Regions from separate parts of the Sus scrofa genome. Here region 1 is linked to region 2. Evidence: chromatin contacts called from public HiChIP or PLAC-seq data. All regions are on one chromosome and are shown on one strand. Each heading gives the region's core, a stretch centred on a gene start, on an enhancer-like site or on the middle of the called end of the contact. The rest is flanking DNA. Distances are from core to core; before and after follow the strand shown. Region 1 has its middle 26 kb from the start of SH3PXD2A. Region 2 overlaps SH3PXD2A (SH3 and PX domain-containing protein 2A).

Evidence for each region. HiChIP or PLAC-seq counts read pairs in DNA pulled down with a chosen protein or histone mark.
Region 1: a contact with region 2 is called in an H3K27ac HiChIP or PLAC-seq map of alveolar macrophages. The contact joins two enhancer-like sites. A contact is called at or near these places in 2 of 2 datasets of contacts at active chromatin or transcription factors (alveolar macrophages and skeletal muscle).

Annotation. Positions count from the first base shown.
Region 1 is chr14:114,800,348-114,806,749 of Sscrofa11.1, reverse strand. No RefSeq gene overlaps it. Among named protein-coding and RNA genes, the nearest start is that of SH3PXD2A, 26 kb to the right of the region's middle. Within about 2 kb of position 5,094, at least 2 of the 83 cell types and tissues checked have an H3K27ac peak or open chromatin away from gene starts, as enhancers often do. A contact at or near this core is called in alveolar macrophages, where this site is marked.
Region 2 is chr14:114,586,095-114,592,978 of Sscrofa11.1, reverse strand. The region is part of intron 6 of SH3PXD2A (SH3 and PX domain-containing protein 2A); the gene reads left to right. Among named protein-coding and RNA genes, the nearest start is that of NEURL1, 150 kb to the right of the region's middle. Within about 2 kb of position 1,843, at least 18 of the 83 cell types and tissues checked have an H3K27ac peak or open chromatin away from gene starts, as enhancers often do. A contact at or near this core is called in alveolar macrophages, where this site is marked.

The sequences.
Region 1 (6,402 bases), core at 3,845-6,344, 210 kb before region 2:
CTAAAAAAGACAAAAAAAAAAAAAAAGAAGAAGAAGAAAAGAAAAGAAAACTAACAATATTCTGTCTGTCTTTCCAGAAATAATATGTCACCATTTTAAATGCACCATGCTTTTTTATTTAATATTATATCTTGGAGGTGGGTTTTTTTTTCTTTTTTTCACTTTAGCATGCAAGACTGACCACATTCTTTTATTTATTTATTTATTTATTTGTCTTTTTGCCTTTTCTAGGGCCGCTCCCGCAGCATATGGAGGTTCCCCGGCTAGGGGTCTAATTGGAACTGTAGCCACTGGCCTACACCAGAGCCACAGCAACACGGGATCCAAGCCGCGTCTGTGACCTACACCACAGCACACGGCAATGCCGGATCCTTAACCCACTGAGCTAGGCCAGGGATCGAACCTGCAACCTCATGATTCCTAGTCAGATTTGTTAACCACTGCGCCACGATGGGAACTGCATGACCCATTCTTTTAAACGGTCAATTAATTCCATTGTATGGCAGTCTCTCAATGTTTTTAAAAAGACCCCCATTGAGAAATATTAAATTGATCTCCAGATTGTTCCTATTGCAGCCAATTCTGTAGGAAATGTCCCTGTACATTTTTCTTTTCTTGGCGTACATTTATAAGTATATTTGTGTGGTAAGTTTTTAGCAACACAAATGCCAGGAGAAAGGTCCTGAGCATTTAACAATTTGAATAGACATTGACAAAGTACCCACTGAAAAGAATGATCCATTTTCTATTCCTGTCAATGATTTTTTTTTTAATGCCCACACTCAAGGCATATGGAAGTTCCTGGGCCAGGGATCAAATCTGAGCCACAGCTGTGACCTGCACCATAGCTCAGCGACACCGGATCTTTTGACCTGCTGTGCTGGGCTGGGGATCAAACCCTCACCTGTCCAGTGACCTGAGTCGCAGCAGTTGGATTCTTAATCCACTGTGCCACTGTGGGAACTCCATCCTATCAATGTTTTTTGAGTCTACTGTTTGCCTATAAGCTCACCCACACTTTGTATTAGTAGTTTTTTGTAGCTGGACCCGCAGCATGCGGAAGTTCCTGGACCGGGGATGGAAGCCATGCCACAGCAGTAACCAGAGCCAAAGCAATGACAATGCCGGATCCTTACCCAGCTGAGTCACCTGGGAACTCCTGTTTTATCAGTACTTTTAATCACTGTCCATCTGGTAAGTAAAAACATTTTCTGGGTTTTGTTTGCATTTATATTTCTTTAGGTATGAGTGGCATCAAGCATCAGTTCATTACAGGCAACCTTTGGACTGTTACAGTTCTGCGCTGGACGTTAGCCGTTGCTTCTAGCAAAGGCCAAGGGAGGCCTGGGTCATATGTTCTAGCAGCCGTATCAGCTGCAGAAACAGTCCAAGGCCAGATGCTGAGGTCCTAGTTAATACACAGCTAGAATAAACATCCTGAAGAACTCAAACCTCAACGTTCCCAATTTGCTACTTCAAGTGCTTGGATGCATGCCTGCCCAAAGGTTATATAATACATGAAGGCAGCAATCTTTTGAAAACCAATCACCATATCATCGACTCAGACCTCTCATAAACCAGACGCCATTCAGCTCTGGTTCAGTGACTCTGCCCCCAGTCAGATTAATGTGAAAAACGAAGGATGTTTTTTTTTAAAGTGCTAATTAAGTGGAGAAGATCGTTTTTGTAATAGAGATGGTCTTAATGCTGCTTCCACTTTAATCAACATAGCCAAATTACCATAATAAGGCGATGCTTGCATTTTCATCGACTGGGTTTGGTACAGTTAATTGGGGCTTTGGGCAACACCCATTTTGATAATCTTCTTGGCTAAAAATTGCATCCTCAAGGAAAAGGTTTTTAATTTTTTTTCTGAGGATAATCAGTGGATGGAGGAAAGAGCTTCCTTCCATTTTTTAAGCTCTCCTTTAGAGCAAAATAACAGCAGTGTCACATAAGCTGTGATGTGTTGCACAATTCACTTGTGACAAGTACTCAGTTTTCTGATGTACTGCAATTTGTGAATGGTTAGTCTATTCTAATATAAATCTGGTGGCAGAATAATGTATTGAGCTATTAGCATGGGGTTTGTTTTTCCTGTCTCTTATTTCTTCTTCCAAGCAAGAAGCCAGCCTTGCCTCCGGGAGGTTTGGTTTAGAGGCTGAATCCAGAAGTTGTTTGTGCAGACAAGCTGGCTTATGTTTTCTGGAAGCCTGGAGCCTGGGAGGGATTGGAGATTAGTGGGCTCCAGGCAATGCAGACCAGAATGTGCTGCCCATGGTGCCTGCAGCAGGTGGCAGGTTGGTGGGACTTCTGTGGAGAGGTTTTGCAGAGTTCCTTGCAGACCTAAAGCCTTGACCTGTGAACCCCAGCTTCAGCCAAGATTCCCAAGCTTGAAATGGAAGCTTCTGGAACCCTCCTTCTCTAAAGGAACACAGGGAGGATATCAGCAGAAGACTTGGTCTCAGAAGAATGGACCCATCACCCATTTTCCAGACATCACGTACCCTCTTATGTGATTGGATTTTCATGCACCTCTATAAAGATGAGAGCCTGCCTCACCCGCCCACCAGCTGTATTATTTTCTTTCCAGCCCAAAAAATGAGGGCTTCAAGCCCCAGCTCACTTGAAACAAAGGAATATGATGCCTCACCCACCTGAGTTTTGGGAGTAAGATTCATATTGCACTTCAGTTAGAATCAGGTCTAACTGATTTTTAGAATCAATTTCTGACTGATTAGAGCAAGGTCATGTTCCCACCCACGTGCATTCCAGAATGGTTTCTCGAGTGGGTATAATATCACAGCGCAATTCCAGGGAGATTGCTCATGACCCTCCCATGGGAGCATGCTACCTACAAAAACTACCTGTCCCATGTCTCTGCGGAAACAATTGGAAATCACTGCCTCACAGAATGGGGGAGGATAACGTGGAAAGAGTTTGTTACGTTTCCTCAGTGGGTTCCACCTTATCACGAACTGAATACATCTCCCTGTCCTACAACCATCGTGCATGCTGACCAGTGGGAGGTGGCCTGGACCACAGGCAAGTGAGCAAAGAGGATCTAACTTAGAAGGCCCCATATCACCTGAGCAATGCATCTTCTCTCAACATGAAGAAGCTTGAAAGGGCCTTACTCATCCAGCCCAGCCCAGCCCAGCCCAGCGCCTCAGGAAGAGTCAGCAAGTGGCATATGCCTGTGGTTTCCATCCAGTCCCAGCTTGCCTTGACCTGGTGGAGGGCAAGAAATAGAAAAGCCGCTCCTGGGAATGACAGCTGGCTTGGGAATGCTGGTGTCAGCACTCTTGGGGGGGCTGGGCCATCAACACCAGCACACACCCTTGGGGGCTCGCCCAAGAGCAAGAGCCTGAGTGATTTGCCATTTCTGTTTGTTGTTTCTGTTTCCTGTAGGTAACCAGGAAAAATGGGAGGTGGGCAGGTTCTGAACCTATATTCAGCTGAGTTCTGGGACTTAACTCGACTTAACTAGTTGTTCCCATGTATTCCCTCAGAGATTGCCCACATGACAGTTCATCTGGAATTCTGTGACAGATCCAACAATAGGCACAACGTGGTGCTCAATAAACATGTCACTTATTGAGTGCCAACTGTGTGCAGGGCATCTTGCGAGGTGTAGAGGGGGGATGCCAAGACCAAGCTCCAACCTTGTGTTCAGGGTTGGACCTGAACCCCTTTCAGTCAAGTGGATCATGAGCACATGCCTACATGATTTACAACCTATGGATGCATATGTGTCCTAGTTGACCCTCAGAGTTTAAGCATTTTATGCCAACATTTTAAGAAATTGGCTACTGTCTGTATTTTTAAAAAGTTTGTGTGTCTGTCTGTCTGTCTGTCTGTCTATCCCACAGGCCACAAAAGAAACTAGTATCACGTGTGGCTTCTTCAGAAAGGGAATTGAAACTAGAAGTGTGTGGGAGACTTATTGCAATATTTTGTAATTTTTTTAATGTGTAAAATGTTAGAACTATAAATAAACAAACAAGGGAAGGGGAAATTCACATAAAAATCTAGATTTCTGGATTTTTCTTGACAACTCAGATTTTTTTTTTTTTCCCACTGTACAGCAAGGGGGTCAGGTTATCCTTAGATGTATACATTGCAGTTACAGTTTTTTCCCCCACCCTTTCTTCTGTTGCGACATGAGTATCTAGACATAGTTCTCAATGCTATTCAGCAGGATCTCCTTGTAAATCTATTCTAGGTTGTGTCTGATAAGCCCAAGCTCCCGATCCCTCCCACTCCCTCCCCCTACAACTCAGATTTTTGACAGTACCAGGACCGTTTAGTCTGGACACAGAGTGTGAGTGGGGAGAAGGGTAGCATTAAAAGATGTTGAGCTGAGAGCTGGCATCAGATTCACAATTTGGAAAGACTGTTTTGGCAGCAGAGTGGAGGAGCATTGCATGGGGCAAGTGTAGGCGCAGGTAGACCAGAGAGACGTGACTGCAGTCACCCGGGGAAGGGGAGCAAGGGCTTGAATTGGGACAGCGGCCCAGAGGCAGATGTCAGAGACCTGAGTGAAACCACTGAGGTGGATAACCCACTTAGGAGTGAAGGAACGTGGAAAAGGCCAGGGTGACGCCCAGGTTCTGCAAGGCAGACCAGTGATTGCCGCACGTCTTAGATGAATGGAAGGGAAAGAAGGCTCAGGAGACCTGTGGGCCTTCTCAGCTGGAATCAGCAGAAGTGCTGAAAGAGGGCATCTCCTGAACTGCAGGGAAAGGCCCACGTAGGAAATGCTGCCTGGGGGCAATTAGCTCCTCTCCCCATTCCAGGCATCAGTAGTGATTTACCAGAGAACATGGTCTCTCTGGAGAATGCAGCATGGGAGCACCAGAACTCCAGACAGAGAAGCTCAATGCTTGTGGTTAAAAGAGGCACCAACTGAGAAGTAGTTGAAACCATGTTCCTTTAGGGAACAGATTTTCTTGGATCTGTATGCATCCTTTACAGTTTTATTAGTCACTGCTAAAGCCCTTTTGGGTCTCGGAGCCGCCTGGCAGGGTGCTGTCCCTGGGAGGATTACCTTGAGCAACGAGCCCCAAACAGCAACCGTGCACATCAACAAGCTGGGCTGCCCTGGCAACACCACCATCCAAGGGGAGGGGCCCTGAGGTTTTGGACAGCCACTGGGCGAACCAGCCTGGAGCTTCTGTGATTCTCTTTTCCTATCTGTGACAAAGTTTGATCGTGTTTGCTACTTGAATCAGAGTTGAAAATATTTTCCCTTTGAGACTTGGTGGCTGGATACCAATTTATTGACACTGTGGCTTCACCTCAGACTTAATCCATGATGTATCTAATGTTTAAAGTAAAATCACACTAGTGTTAAATAATACATTGATGTTAATGATAGCTAACTAACTATCCAACGGTTATGCACCAATCACCCAGCCCAGCTTAAGTCTTCACGTAAACCTAAATAGATAGAGACTATTATCATTCCCATTTTACAGATGAGGAAATTGAGGCCAACACTACATTTCCCAGGGGTATGCAACTAATAAGTGGAAGAGCCAGGTTTCTACCCAGGGAGCTCAACTACTAGGCTGTTTTGCTTTCAGGACCAGAGAAGCCTGTTCTGTGGTGGCCCTGAGCTGTGAATTCAACACAGTGTCTTCAAATTTAGGTTGACATATAAATTTTATTTTTGCTATAGCTAAGCCTACCCTGAGCACACCACTTCTGATGATAAAGGATTTATGGGATGCTGGGCTGAGTAGGTGGGGTGACATCAGGTCACAGTGGTGGCAGAGAGGGAGCAGGTGTTTACTGAAGCATGTAGGAGACCTGGGACAAGGCAGCAAACCTTCCTACCTGAACTGCAGTAGGGCCCCAGAGGGACCAAGAGAATGTGGTTCAGTAACCTCCATGGGGTTTGGTTTAGCCCATGCAGTACTGGTATTCTCAGGGTTTTTAAAATATTAAAAATGTCTAATGATGAAATATTTTATACATACAGAAAATAATAAAGCAGAAAGCCTAGATATCACTAAGATGAAATAGCTGTTAACATTTTCTCATATATACTTTAGTTCTCTCTCTTTAAAGAAACATAATGTTAAAGATACAGATACATTTTTTGAAAAAGAAAGAAGAAGCGGGGGTAGTTCTCTTGTGCTGCAGTGGGTTAAGGATATGGCACTGTCACTGCTGTGGCGTGGGTTTGATCCCTGGCCTGGGAACTTCCACATGCCACGGTGTGGCCAAAAATAAGAGAGAGAGAGAGAGAGAGAGAAATACAGAGAAAGGCAACCGCATTCTGTCTTTGCCTCCATTCTCACAGATAACAACTACCTTGAGGTTGATGTGCATCATTTCCGTGCAGGTATTTTATTGTGGCCTAACTTAAAAGTAGCAAACTGTACAAGTCTTAAT
Region 2 (6,884 bases), core at 594-3,093:
TATAATCGGTTGACTTTGAAATGTGACGGCAAAGGAAACTGTTTCCAAAGTTTCGGTAAAACTTAGACGTTTGCAAGGAAAAAAGGTTTTTCCCCCGACTCTTTTCTGCTTTGCCCTCTGGATCTTGTCACTGCCACGTGTGACCCACGCAGCTGGTATGAAGATGTATTTGGTTTAAGGTTAAGAACGTTAGCAAACATCTTGTTAATGTTTCTTCTACCGAGAAAACTGGGCCACATCAGAAAGTCCCTTCACTTCCCTGTGCTCGAAAGGAAGAGCCACCACCTCTTCGAGATGTTCCCCCCAAGAAAGATGCTCCCCCCTGACGTTGCGTTTGGCTAATGGATGCCGTGTTGGAGAAGGCCCCTGCCAGGGTCTGGGGGCTGCCTTTCCTGTTAGCCAGGGACTCGCCCTCAGCCCCAGACCTTTTAGGCTCCTTGAGTGCTGGGTCAGGGTCAGGGTCAGGTACATAACTGTTCCCGGCAGGAGGGTCAAGCTGTGATGACAGACTAGTGACAAGAGGCCAAATTAAGACTGTCTTTGTATGTTGGCAACTGCCCCCTGGGGGAAACCTTGCAAACACAGATGTTAACATCCCTTATTCCCTGTAGGGACAGGTTCTCCTGGTCTGTCACCTCTGCCATACACAGTCCCAGGGGCTCCGAGAGCCCTCTGTCAGTTCCTCATTTGCATTTGGTCACAGGGTTGTGAGTAAGAGGGCCCTTTCCCCAACTTCTTCAGTGACCTCGGTTGCTCTCTCTACTCTAAGCCCAGGACTCTGTGTCCACTAGCAGCAGCTCTCCCATGGGCAGGGCTGGGGGAATGCTCGAGGGCCAAGTTGATAAGAAGCAAGTTTCCAAATGGATGCTGGTACCATACTCTCCTTCTAGGATTGGGTGGTTCCTGCCAGACCTGTAGTTGACCTCACTGGCTCTGGCCGTGGCTGGAGTGTAGATTTGTCCAGTGAACATCTGGGTACCTCCTCTGTGCCAGGCCTTGCGGTCCCAGCCCAGGGATACCGAGGTGGATACCATGAGGCCCATGTCCAAGTGCTGCGATGGGAGAGGGGGTCTGAGGGAGCCTCCCCGGGGCGGGGGGGAGGGGGGGCGGCGAGGCACAGCCTGCCTGTGGGTGCGGTGCCAAGCAAGCCTTTCCAGCCCTGGTTCCCTGAGGTTTTTAAATGAGTCAGCCCGGAGAAGAGGGAGAACAGCCTGCAGAGGCATCTGGTCAGTCTCAGCATTGGGGGTGCGAACATGCCACGTCCTCTAAGCTGGGCCAGGGCAGGTCTGCCGCATCCCCAGAGTGCCTGCTGGGGGTGCTGCCAGAGTTACTACTCAGCCACGCAAGCCATTGAAGCTTAACGGGTCTAGTTATAAAATTAAATCAGGTGCTTGGGTTGGCGAGATCTTGCCCCAAAGGTCACCTCTGACCGGTTCCTTAATGTTAGGAGGACTCTGGCTTCAGTGGTCTCCTAGGGATGCATGTCCTGCCTGCAAAAGGAGGGCGTGAATCCTGATTCCTTACAAATCCACGGCTGTGGCCCATCCAGCTGGGTTCCCGGCACTAGGCAGTGCTCATTAAATATCAAAGAGATGGGTCAGGAAGGGCTCTTCATCCAGTGGGTCTCCCTAGTGGTTGATGATTGCCCAGGATTGACAGGACAGAGAAAGAGCAGCCCTTTCAAGTCTCAGGTGAAGACCAGGGAAGGGGGCAGGAGTCCCTCCTTGCCTCATGTGCACAGCAAGCCAGGCAGTGCAGGAGTTTCCTTCCAGCCTTCTTCCCTGAGTGGAAGCTCAGCTTTAGGCAGTGCTAAAGGGTTAACTTCCTGCTCCCCAGAGGGCTCGCACACTCCTGACCCACTGGTCCTCCAGGCCCTCCCAGCTGCGCCCTCCTGGGCATAGCTTGATCACATGAGAGCCAGATGTGGGGATTTCCCAAGCAGTGATTTTGTGTGTGTGTGCGTGTGTGCTCGCGTGCAGCTAGCTGCATACACACACACACTCTCTCTCTCTCTCCCTCCCTCTCTCTCTCTCTCTCTCTCTCTCACTCACTCACTCTGTTTACGTGGCATCTGAGAGCTCAGGGGATTGGTCCAGACCATGCAAAACAGGAGAGGGATGGGGCCGAGGAGGGGCCCCAGGCTCTGGGCACCCACCCTGGAAGGCTACGCTGAGCCCCGCTCCCACCAGACATCATAGATAAGCCAGTTGTTTTCGCTCAGACTCCCATTTCCTGCAACATCCATCTTGCCATAGACCATATTGGTTATGGATACATTTTTTAAAAAAATCTCTTTGAAGGGCTTTAGAGCAGATGCTGGAAGCCTGCAGCCTTCCAGGGATGTTCTGTGGCGTCGGAGGCCTGCTGTGAGTTATTCTGTGCAGCACCAGCTAGGGAGGCTCAGGGTCTTTCCTGGCCTGAGGGTGCCTGTGTGTGCCTCAGGCCATCCCAGGCAAAAGCTAGACTAGAGATAGTGCAGGGCCCTTTGTGCCAAGAAGGCCCCGGAGCAGGAGGGTGAGCGCGGCCTCAGTTTCCCCATGAAACCCTTGGGTCCAAGGGTTTTTTCCCAGCAGCCAGGACTTTCTGGGCACTGCCTCCTGTTCCATGTGCGGCGAGGATACTGGGGGTTAAGACCCTGGAGGAACTTCAGATCTGATTGGAGAGACTCAAAACAAATGTGGGTTAGGCACCTACTATGTGCCAAGCACTTGCTGCGACTTCAGCACTATCCAGACAGTCTGGAGCCACCTGACCTGATCAGTGAACAATATAGAGATCCTGCCCAGGACCAGATGAGGGGCTCCAGCAAACCTCGGAAAGGGGGGTCATGCTCAACCTCAGTTTGCAGGTGAACTCTGCCCTTGGCCCCTGCCCCCTCATCCCCACCCCCATCCCCCTCTGGCAGTGTCCAGCCAGATGTCTGCTGAGACATTATGAACCCTGCTCCAAAGGTGGGGTCCAGTTGCAGATCCGAGGCCTCCAGGTCTCAGCCCTGCTGCATCCCTCTGCCTCATGAGCCCTCACCCAGGGCCCCTGCCTGCTGAATCTGCCCCTAGCCTGCCCTCTGGTCAAGTCTGGGCAGCCTGGGGCAGTGAGGATGCACTTGAGTGGCATTTGAGTGCCTGACACTGCCAGGCAGGTGGTTGAGAGAGCCACACCGCCTCCCCCAAACCTACGTGACTCCTGAAGCAGTCAGGAACTCCCGGAAGAGTGTCTGTGATGTCTGTGACTCTGTCCCGAGGCTGGAGGGTCTGTTGGTCATGGCCAGGGGCCTCCAGCTATGCACGTAGTAAATGCCCATTAAATATCTCATGGTTGATTGACTGATAATCTGATAGCAGGAATCCTGTCTGGAGAAAACGAGACAGTCCTCTCTTGTGGCTCTGGGGTGGCACGGTCAGGCCTGGGTCCGCTGCTGTTGACTCCATGTCTCACTCAGGGCTCTGGTGGAGACTGAACCGGGAAGGTGGGGGGCTGGAGCCCCAGCGGCTGCTCATCCTGCATCCCTAGCCTGTTCCTGCTGCTGCCGCTGCCTCACCCTCACCGGCTGGTGGGTGGGAGAATTGGAGGGGAGATGTCCCAGTAAGTGGGGGAGGACCACCAAGGCAGACCACCCGGGGCTGGTGTGTGTGTGGGGGGGTGTCTGGGATCCGGGAACTCACAGCAGTGTTAGTTTGTCTCTTGTATGCGCCCCAGCGTGGGGAGAGGTTAGGGAGAGGCTGCCACCACAGGGGCTGCTGCGGGTCAGGCAGCACCTGCAGGAGCAGAGGCTCAGAGCCCCACTGGCCTCCCCACAGGGCGCCCCTCTGTCCACCCACAGGGTGGCTGACTAACCACAGCACCTGTCTTCAGCCAGGAAGCTGAGGGTCTCTGGAGCAGGGTGAAGGGAGCACGCAGACCTGCCCACCTCCCTCCTGCCAGGACAGCCCCTGGGAGCATCCTTTGCCCCTCTGCCCACCTCCATGTGGGCTGGGCTATCTCTGCTGGCCCCAGCCATGCCCTCAGTGGGTGTCCTTGGACTTGGTCCCTAAGGGGCTGTGGAGTGGCTCTGGGCCCAGCTCCCACCCCATTCCCCACCTGAGTTGGGAGACTGACTGTTCTCTGACTGCCTGGCTCGGGGCCAGAAGGTCAGTGGTGCATTCCTGCCCTGGGTTGGGCGGCCCCCACATGGATTCTGGGGAAGGAGGCAGGCCCCTTCCTACTGAGAGCAAAATGAATAGAAATAGGGCTGTGCTTACAAAAAGAAGCCCAATGAAAATAAATGAGCCAGTGGCCAGGGAGGATCCAGAGAATGAAGTCCCCCCTTTTCAGGCCCCTCTGTTCCCAGTGCTTGGCCAGATTGCCTTGGCTCAAGTCTGACCCCTGACTTCTTTGCTGTGGGGCCTTGTGAAAACCCTCAGCTTTCCTGCATCTGTAAGCTACAGATTGTTAGGAGTAAATTAGATGATGCTCATCAAAGGTTTAGCCCAGTACCTAGCATGTGTGTTAAGAAAGTGGGAACTGGAGTTCCCTGGTGGCTCAGTGGGTTATGGACCCAGCATTGTCAGTGCTGTAGCTCTGGTCACTGCTCTGGCGTGGGTTTGATCCCTGGCCCAGGAACTTCATACTGTGGGCATAGCCAAAAAAAAGTGAGAACTGTATGATCGTTCTAGCCCCAGCCCTGCCACTCACTGACTTGGTGTATGATCTTAGGCAAATTTCTTATCCTTTCTGATCCTGAGTCCCCATGTGCTTCTTCCAGCCTTTAGAGTAATTCATTTAGCTCAAAATCTGTGGCTCAGAACCCTCAGACCTTGGGTAGAACCAGCTACATAATTTATGGGGCTCTTGTTCATAAAGTATTAAAGATTTCAAATTGGGGACAGAAGGGTATTAAATCAACCACAGGGCCCTCCTAAGTGAGGTTGCCTGTGCATCTGCACAGATCACGCTACCTAATACCAGCCTTGCCTTGCATTGCAGGCTGTGAGCATAGGAGGCAGGGCTAGGGGTCTGGGCTGCTGCTGTAGCAGCATTGACTCCTCACCCTTCTAGTCCAAGGGCATGATTTTTTTCATGTTGTGGGTACAGATGACAAGCTAGAGGCTGCCGCTCTCCCTGGGGCAAGCTGCAGAGGTACCCATGCAGGCAGCAGCCCCACCACCACCTTACAGCTGAACACACCCCACCTTCCACCTTTGTGACTTTGGACTAGAAGTCATGTTTGAGCTATTGCTTGTTCTGTCTTAACCATCTTAACCATCGTGCTGTGCTTTTTCCAGATGTCATTCATATCACTTTCATGGTTGTGCCTCTGTTTCTGCTGCTCTGTTTCAGGCCCTGTATATCATGTAGGTCAAGTGACTACTTTTTTTGTAAAGGAACTGCTTCTTTGTGAAGTACTGTTAGCTCTGGAGGGCTCTGGTAAAGATTTGGCTATTGGCCGAGTTCCCTGGCGGCCTAGTCAAAAAGAGAAAAGACACATGTGGCGTCTGTTGGAGAGCTAAGAAATCTAGCCCTATGCAAAGTTCAGTTGTACAAAAGGAGAGAAAAGACTGAAATACAACAGTTATTTAGAAATCAGTTCAGGAGTTCTCTTCGTGACTCAGCAGTTAACTAACCTGACTAGGATCCATGAGGATGCAGGTTCAATCCCTGGCCTCACTCAGTGGGTTAAGGATCCGGCGTTGCCATGAGCTGTGGTGTAGGTCGCAGATGGGGCTCGGATCCCGAGTGGCTGTGGCTGTGGCATAGGCTGGCAGTTGTAGCTCCAGTTTGACCCCTAGCCTGGGAACTTCCATATGCTGAGGGTGCGGCCCTAAAAAGCCGAAAAAAAAAAAAAGAAAAGAAAAATCAGTTCAAGGCTGCAGTGAGGTAAGGACAATAGAATTCCCAAAGAGGGAGGGGTCTCGAGTGTCCAAATTCACTAAGATAATGAAAAATGGAAGGACATAGAGAAAGATGACCCAGGAATGGGGTTGGGGGTGGGGAGTATTCATTCCAGCCAGGAGCCCAGGGCGGGGGCTGTGTAAGCCAATAAGACCCGTGACCCTGCCCTGGTCCCCCTGAGACCTGGGTTTGCTTTCATTCTCCAAGGAGTTTGTGCTGTTGGCTGCACTCTGTCTCTCCCACCTGGGCTCCAAGCCCACTCTGGATTTATTAGTTTGGATGGGTGGAACTTGCTTTACACCAGGGAAGAATTCCTGGAAGCATAGTTTGAGACTGGCTTTGGGTAAACTGAACCCAATTCTCACTGCTCTGGAGTTACTCAATGTTAAAGGAAACCTTATTACAAAGTAATGGGAGTCCCTCTCCTAACTTAGGTCCCCCAGGTGTTTATTATATGGTTCTTGGGTGTATATGTGTCTGGGGAGGGCGCATCCTTAAAGGCAGGGGCCCCTGTAGTCCTGTTCTTTGATTTCTCTGGCTTCCTGGACTTGACAAGAGTCAGGTTCGGCACCTTATCGTCCTCAGGTCACTGTATTTGGCTGAGACTTGCAGGCACCCAGTTTTCACTGGGCCTTGGTTCATGCTGATCTGGCTGCAGCAGGGGCTTGGGTCCTGCAGGATGGCCAAGGGAGGGACCCTGTCTCCTAGACACCCATGGCTTTAGTCACCAACTTTGTCAGTCACTCCCCTTCAGTGTTCCAAAGGCTTAATTCTTACCCCTCTAAAACCTTTCACAGGCATTAGGCCATTTCACTCTTTTTTTTTTTTTTTTTTTTTTTTTTTTGCTTTTTAGGATCACACCTACGGCATATGCAAGTTCTCAGGCTAGGAGTCAAATTGGAGCTACAGCTGCCAGCCTACACCACAGCAATGCCAGATCCAAGCCGCATTTGTAACCTATACCACAATTCATGACCACACCAGATCAAGGCCAGGGATTGAACCCGCATCCTCAT